Linked DNA regions of Hordeum vulgare: region 2 is linked to region 1. The links are chromatin contacts, called in public Hi-C maps. All regions are on one chromosome and are shown on one strand. The core of a region is the stretch at or near the end of the contact, and the rest is flanking DNA. Distances in the headings are between cores, read along the strand shown. Region 1 has its middle 61 kb from the start of LOC123426969. Region 2 has its middle 120 kb from the start of LOC123426970.

Region 1 (3,881 bases), core at 873-3,372:
TATTTTGATTATATATATTCTATTCTCGTAAAGTGCGACCAGCAGCCACGGGGAACGCATCTATGCGGATACTATGTTTGCGAGACCATTCGCACGTTTACCTCTGAGCACAAGGATCACAGATTCGACGTAAGCAATGAACATTCACACCTCTATTTTTACCGGTCATTCTTTGTTATCATGATTGATATTCATATTCATCTCCTCTTCTTATATAGCACACGGCCATGACGACGAAGGTCCTACCAGAGCAACGCGCGATTGCTGTTGCAGAGGAGCTTGCGACCTTTCTGAGGACGGAAGCTATAGATGACAAATGACGATTTAGTGTAGCTAGAGGCCATTACTGATGTTCGTCCATGTAATCAAATAGACGGGCTCTAGCCCCGATAATTTAGATCTCCGTATAATTGTATATATATGCTCGCTTGTAAGATAAGTTAACCTTATATATATATGCATAATTATTTCTATTTAAATTATATGAAAACTAATTCCCGAACACCAAACGAGGCATCACGTTAATCTCCCGAACACCTAAACCCTAAAACCCAAAAATAATTTCATTAAAAAAAACCCGAAAATAAGCGAAACCTGAAAATCTTTAGTCCCGACCCGTGTAACGAACCGGGACTAAAGGTCCTGCCCGTGGGGCGCTACGAGGCGCCCACGTGGAGCACCTTTAGACCCGGCTTGTAAAAGGGGCGGGACTAACTAAAGCCCCTTACGGGCCGGGGCTAAAGGCCCCGTTCCCATTAGTGTAGATTTTTCATTATTGTGTTGCTCGTTTCGAGATTGATTGGGATGTTTGTTACTTTTTGTTAACAAAGTGGCTACATGCATCGTATTGATGCACAGGCCAAAGAGAATCTTCCTTTTCTAGTAAAAAAATCTTCTTTAATCCTCTTCAATTCCTTTGTCAAGGGTACCAATGCCATGTTGACAGTCCTTTGTTGCAAAGGAGCTTGGATCTTCGAACCAATAATTAATGACTCCTCGCACGGTTGCGGCACACCCAAGGTGGAGCGCGCAGCAATGCGTGCGGCACACCTTGATCCCACGTTTCAATGGATTGGAAGGCGCGGTGGTGGCCGGCCGGACACGTTCCCCGTTCTCATGGTCACGGAGTAGTACTACACAAAGTCAGGAGGGGAACCGAACCGTGGAAGACCTTCGACTAGCCGTCTCTCTCAACGCTTCGGGTGCTGTGGTTTCGGGACGAGAGATAGAGAGAGAGACCGAGCAGATAAATGAAACGAAATCGTGGGTGGAGTGGAGAGGGGCGGATCGATGAGTGAGTGAGTGAGTGAGTGAATGAGGGCGACATGAATGCGGCCCTCGTGCGGGTGCGGCGAGCCATGATGGTGGTGGTGGTCAGTCAAAGGGCCACCCGTGCGGCTGGCTGGACCGAGTAGGAGGAGGACGAGTAGGCCTGGCCTGCCACCGCGCGCACGGGGAATCGTACTCTGCAGGTGCGAATCCCAACCAATCAGGCACCACAGTCACACACGTACGCACGCACGCACACGAGCGCCCTCGCCTACTCTCTCTCTCTTCATCAGACTGCTTGCGCAGCGCAGGGTGGAGGTGAGAGTTGGTCAGAGGACAGAGGACGCCCCCGTGCCGTCTCGAGTGGCGCGACGGGCACGGCCCCCCGGGGAGCACTGCGCCACAGTGCCTGCCTGCCTGCCTGCCTGCCTGCCCGTGAGGTGATAGAAAATTGAATCAGCCGGACGTCTACTCGCGCATGCGGCTCAGCATGGGCTGATTGGATTTGCCTCCCGCCTTTCTCCGGTCCGGTCGATCGTCAAGCCGAATGTACAGAAACCGCTTTTCCTGTTTTCAGGAAAAAGGCACTCGAGGACAAGCCCGTAGTGCCTGTACTAGCACTGCTCAAATCTCGCCCTTGTCACCCTTGTCTGTCTGGGGATGAAGACGACCATCAGACGTGAAACCCCTTCCTCGACACGGTTAATCATCGCTAATAATCCCTGCTGCTGCTGCTGCTGCTGCTGCTGACCAGCTAATGGTGAGACGACAAGGAAGGACGATTAACTCAGCCGCACGGCTCCAAATCTGGTGGTGGTGGATGTGCCAAGGGCAGCCCCACCGCCACAAATCCACAGGAAGATACGGGGCGGGGCAAAGGGACAAGTGGGCGCGCACGGGCTGAGGCATCTCCATCGGCTCGGCTCGGGCCGGAGAATAAACGACACGCGCCTACGTACCGCCCCCCTGCCACCTTTGGTCAAAGCTGCCGTAGCCCCCACATGCACTCTCGGACGTAAAAAAATCTCGGACGGACAGACGACGATGAGGAGGAGATGGCCATCATCCATTCCATGCTTTACCAACATCAACATGATCCCTGCGAATCGAAGGCATGGTGGGGGCGACGACCAGGACCTCCTAAAAAAGATTGGCATGCATCGATAACACTCCATAATAGCTTTGCGTATGTCAACAGATTAATTAGCGCCTGGATGTGTAGTACCTGGAAAGTTGCAGGAATATGCAACAGAGCACCCATATATACCCGGTGTGCGATCGTGAAGGCCGGATAGGTATGCTTATAATTACTGGGAAATTAGGCCAGCCGCCAGAAAAGTGGGGAATAACAGCGCAAGCCGCATTGCATATATAGTTTTGTGAATATATCAATCAGAAAAGGGCATCTGATCAGGCTACTTGATTTAGACGACAAAACATCAAGAGGTCCCGTGCCTACTGTCTAGTCATCTAATCTAGTGTTTATTCCTAGCTCAATCGTAATTCTGAAGCAATTAGAAGCGGGGTAGCAAATCAAGATGCCATTGACTTGCAATCATGTACAAATTGGTTGTCATTTTTTATGTTTTGTTACGAATATGTTTGTAATTTGCGATGGATTTTTGTTGTTACTATGGTTGTTTTGTGTTAGCGCCCCTAGCACTCCCAGCCGCGGCGACTATATGAACCAAGTGGGCCCAGCTATCAGAGACTCGTCACCCTCGTCTTCGGCACAACGGCCCATGAGAAATCGTAAGCCCAACTCACGCATCACTGGACGGGCGTGGACGCGGTGAAGCCCGACCACCTCCTCCATTACTTAAGACAGGGTGGAACGGATGACAGGTATCTAGAGGATCAACGACCCGGCTGCGCCTCCGAAACATATCCCTCTTTTCCCTTTTTGTTCGTCATTTGTGTATCTTCCTATAATCGAATTTGTTGAATCAAGCTACTGTGAGTGATAATCTCGAATCCCATCATACATCCTCTTACCAGCTATAACTACCTAATGAAACACTACTACATACGCAGACTGAGAAGAGCTTGCACATGTAATTGGGAGGTCGTTTTTAATCATTGTTGTAGAGACGCTAAATGAGGCTTCTCTTGAGTTGGCTACAGTTTGCCTCTTAAATAAATTTTGTTGTAGTATTTGGGACGATGAGCCCCTTCATTTTCTTTTAAATTATGTTATGAACGATGTAACTAGGGAGCACCTATGTATCAGTTACCAGATTTCTGTTGTTCTTTCAGTCTCTTCTTTTCTGAGATGAACATCCAAAAAAATCTGTACTCAATAGGGAGGATTCCCACACATGAATATATTGTTCAAAAAACTGTCAAAGCCAGGAGTCATCCCTTGAGTTTTGATCAATTTATAAGAAAAACCGGATCGAAAACCTAAATACTAGAGTTTAGATTGATAGGTATTTCTGCAAATGACCGTAGCAAGCATGCAACTAGGTAGCTCCACCCTATTACTCCCTTCGTTCCAAAATATAAGACCTTTTAGGGATTACACTAGGAGACTACATACGGAGCAAAATGAGTGAATCTATACTTTAAAATATGTCTATGTACATCCGTATGTAGTTTGTAATGCAATCTCT
Region 2 (3,881 bases), core at 656-3,155, 370 kb before region 1:
GTGCACATTTAATACCTTCAAATAGAAGTGTTCGAATATTTTTCAAATACACGTTAAAATGTTTTTATACACATTGAAGAGTTTTTCAATGACAGATTGCTTACACACAAATTCATAATTATTCTAAATGAAAATAACATCTGTAAAAAAAGCGTAACAAAAATAAACTGCTTCCATGTTAGGCCGGCTTTATGGCCATTCATCCCTTGCCCCGATCTGTTCCTAACGCGCTTGCACTGCACAATGGGACCTCCTATAAACTGCTCTCTGCGGCAAGGAGTCACCGTTTCGCACAGGCTTGTTTACGACTGGGCCGGCCCATAAAGACAACCATCGATATTTGACGTATATGGTAGCTCAAAAAGGTATTGCAACTGCAGGGATTCGAACGCAGGGTCGAATGCTTATCACGAAGTATTACTACCACATGAGCTAGGACTTATATCTTCTCAAAATCGGAGCATCAGTTTCAAAGAACAAACACACCGTGCAGATCCGAGTTAGTTAAAAAAATTCGAACTATTTTTTTTCCAAAAGATGGAATGCTCGGTGAAATGCAAATAATTTTTTCGAATTGTGAACATTTTCTGAAACAATAATATTTTCGAAATTAGGAACATTTTTTGTAAATCGTGAACATTTTTTTGGAAGAGGGAACATATTTCCCAAAATTCTAGAATATAATTTGGAACCCTGAAAAATTAGGAAACTCGTGAAAAAATTTGAAAACACAAACATCTTTTGAAACTCCTGAATAAATTTTGAAACATGAACAATTTGTAAAACGGAGAACAAATTTGAAAGCACGAACAGTTTTTGAATCTTGAGAACAAATTGTGAAACCGAAAACAATTTTCAAAAATCGTGCAGAAAATTCTTTGGAAGCACGGACATTTTTTGAATCTTGAGAACAGAACTTTCAAAAGGAGAACAATTTTGAAAAACCCCAAACAAATTTTGAAGCGTGAAACAAATTAAAGCACATACAGTTTTGAATATTGAGAACTAATTTTGAAACCAAAAATAATTTTGAAAAATAGTTTCAAATTATGAAATGGAGAAACAATTTTGAAAAAACCCGAACAAATTTGGAAACCCGAGTTTTTTAAAGCAAGATCATTTTTTGAATCTTGAGAAGAAATTTTGAAACAGAGTCAATTTTGAAAAATCACGCGCAAATTTGGAAGAACGGACAATTTTTTAAAGCAAGAATTTTTTTTGAATCTTGATAATATCATTTTGAAATGGAGACCAATTTTGAAAAAACCTGAACAAATTTGAAAGCGTGAACAATTTTGAACATTTTTTAAAACGGAGAGCAGATTTGAAAGCGCGAACAAATTGTTAAAGCACGGACATTTTTTAAATCTTGAGAATAAAATTTGAAACTGAGAACAATTTTGATAAATTATGAACAAATTTGGAAACGCAACTATTTTTTTATACATTTTCAAATATTTTTAAATAGAGAACAAACTCTTAAATCATGAACATTTTTCAAATATTTTACGATTTTGAAGAATAATTTTTGAGAATTATAGTTAATTTTCTAAAATTCATTTTTTAGGGAAATCTAGAACAGTTTTTAAAATTCCAAAACATTGAAAAAAAGAAAGAACATTTTTATAATTTAAAGAAACTTTTTTAAAATCTTGAACATTTTTAAAAATCGAGAACATTTTCTGAATCGGAAAAAAGAAAAGAAAAACGAAAATATATAAAAAAAAATAACGATTCAGGGAACCTTCTTCCCAAAACCTCAAAAAGAGGGTTTGGAACCTCTGGAAGATTTGCAAACCGGCGCTGCAACCCCGCTTAATGGGCCAGCCCACACCCCTCCCGCTGTGTGCGAAGCCCGAGACCGCTTCGCACAGAGCGGCGAATAGGGCTTTCCCTGCATAATGGCATTTCTGCCCTTCCGCGATACTATGCTGCAGCTCGCTGTCTCGAGAGACCTTCCTACTACGGCGGGGTCGGCCAAGCCCAAAAAGTCCGCGTCCGACCGCGACCAGATTCAGTCTTGGTGCTGCTCATGCTACGGAACGGAACAGACCGTCACAACGTACATGCTGTACTGGACGACCATTCCTCCCTCCCTCCCTCCCTCCCTCCCTCGTGATCACTACAGAAGAAGTGGTCCGCGTGCAGCCGATGCAAGACCAAATCCTCGACGCGATATTTTCCAGCACAAAAAGCCTATATACACACAGGAGTAAACCGCCTGCTGCAGCCTGCAGGCATGGATGCCCACACGTCCACGTGCGGGTGGATCATGGATGGATCCAGTCCGAGATATCGTATCGTCAGGGTCAGGCGACCTTACTACCAGCACAGCACAGCACACAGTAGGTTTTACTGCACCGCACGAGGACGAGGCAGCCACACACACACACACACACACCATCCAATGGGGGCAACTATGCAAGCACACGTGAACTTGTTGCGCCCGCACAGTGCTTCCATTTCGCACTGTGCGTCCTCGTCCGCCCGTACCGTACGTGCGTCCATGCCCACTGGCGCGGCCTCGTCATGAGCGAGCGAGGAATCAATCCGGTCACTGTGCAGGGCTCGCTGCATGCAGGACGACTGCGTACGTGACCAGAACGCTCGCAGTTACGTGTGCATGCGCCGCGCGGCTCACCTACAGTGGACCACCCGAATGCATGCATCAATGCCGCTGGCTGCGTATGATATGTATGCGGGCCTCTGGCTCACCCAGCCTAGCCATAGCCAGCTACGTCCACCGACGACGGCGTCCACCAGCAGCGAGTAAAGCCGTCGCCGTCGGCGACGCGGCCAGGACGCGTACGCGCGTGCGGCTCGAGGTTGGTGGTGCGCGCGCGCGGCGCGGCCGACCGGCGCGGTGGGTTCGACCACGATGCAAATATGCGCGGCCTCGCGGCTAGCCTTGGTCAAAAAAGCAGCACAAAGGAGACGCAGTCCACGGGGGAAACGCATATGCACGATCGAGCTACCTGGTCTAAACTCTAAACAAACAAGGTTGATCATCATTGCAGATAAAGGCCATGGTGATCGATCCATCGGCTGCGGCCAAAGGTTCCGCGCAGGTGACCACGTAGTACTTGCTACGCATACAATAGCCATTAGTCAATCCTCACATGCATGACCGAAAGTGCGCGTGCGGGTGGAGATCGATCGAGAGATCGATGATGCCATTTTGCGGCGCCGTCTAGTGATCACCGGCCTGATCATATAAAGATTGCCGTGCGCTAGCCGGGGCCTGGATTTACTCGGTGTATGTACGTGCACGCGCGCCTGATTACTTTTGTGTCTTCAGTTCCTACGAATGTCCAACAAGGAATGGGACAACGCTGGTAGAGTGCATCTGTGCATGTGCCCGGCTGATTGTTTAACTTGACCTTGGCCGCGGCAACCAAGGTTTTGGTGGTTTGGACCGACCAGAATCTGCTAAACCACAGGCAATTGATCGATCCATCAGTGGTAACACAGCTGGAGACCGGTCAATGGCCCGAGCGGGATGGGCTAAACTACTGGTGTTCATGTGCGCTTAATTAGGAAACGATCACATCAGGGGGAAAGTAGGACCATATCCATGCATGCCTGAACACAAAGGACAGGACAAACCCGTGTTCTCCTCTCACTCGGTAAAGAAATATAAGAGCTTAGAGCATCTATAATCGGATCCTTCATATTCATCTCAAACATCCGGTCAGGTCGTCCGAGTCCGGTCACTAATCGGTCGCAAAAAATCGACCCAGTCGGACCCTTAAACATGGCTTTAACGTCCGAACTGACCGACACTCCTCATATTCAGGTCAAACATGGGGCGGATATAGAGGAGCCTGGACGCATCCGCACACGCTCGCCATGTCGGCCTAACGGCGTGGCCCAATGCGGAC

What was found. Hi-C and Micro-C count contacts between places; a contact is called where the count stands out from the background.
Region 2: a Hi-C map of seedling shows a contact between it and region 1, with 2.0 times the contacts expected there. The contact joins two enhancer-like sites. A contact is called at or near these places in 3 of 6 Hi-C or Micro-C datasets (leaf and seedling).

The regions. Positions count from the first base shown.
Region 1 is chr2H:519,974,167-519,978,047 of MorexV3_pseudomolecules_assembly, reverse strand. No RefSeq gene overlaps it. Among protein-coding and RNA genes, the nearest start is that of LOC123426969, 61 kb to the right of the region's middle. Within about 2 kb of position 2,122, at least 3 of the 3 cell types and tissues checked have open chromatin away from gene starts, as enhancers often do. A contact at or near this core is called in leaf and seedling, where this site is marked.
Region 2 is chr2H:520,345,750-520,349,630 of MorexV3_pseudomolecules_assembly, reverse strand. No RefSeq gene overlaps it. Among protein-coding and RNA genes, the nearest start is that of LOC123426970, 120 kb to the left of the region's middle. Within about 2 kb of position 1,905, at least 3 of the 3 cell types and tissues checked have open chromatin away from gene starts, as enhancers often do. A contact at or near this core is called in leaf and seedling, where this site is marked.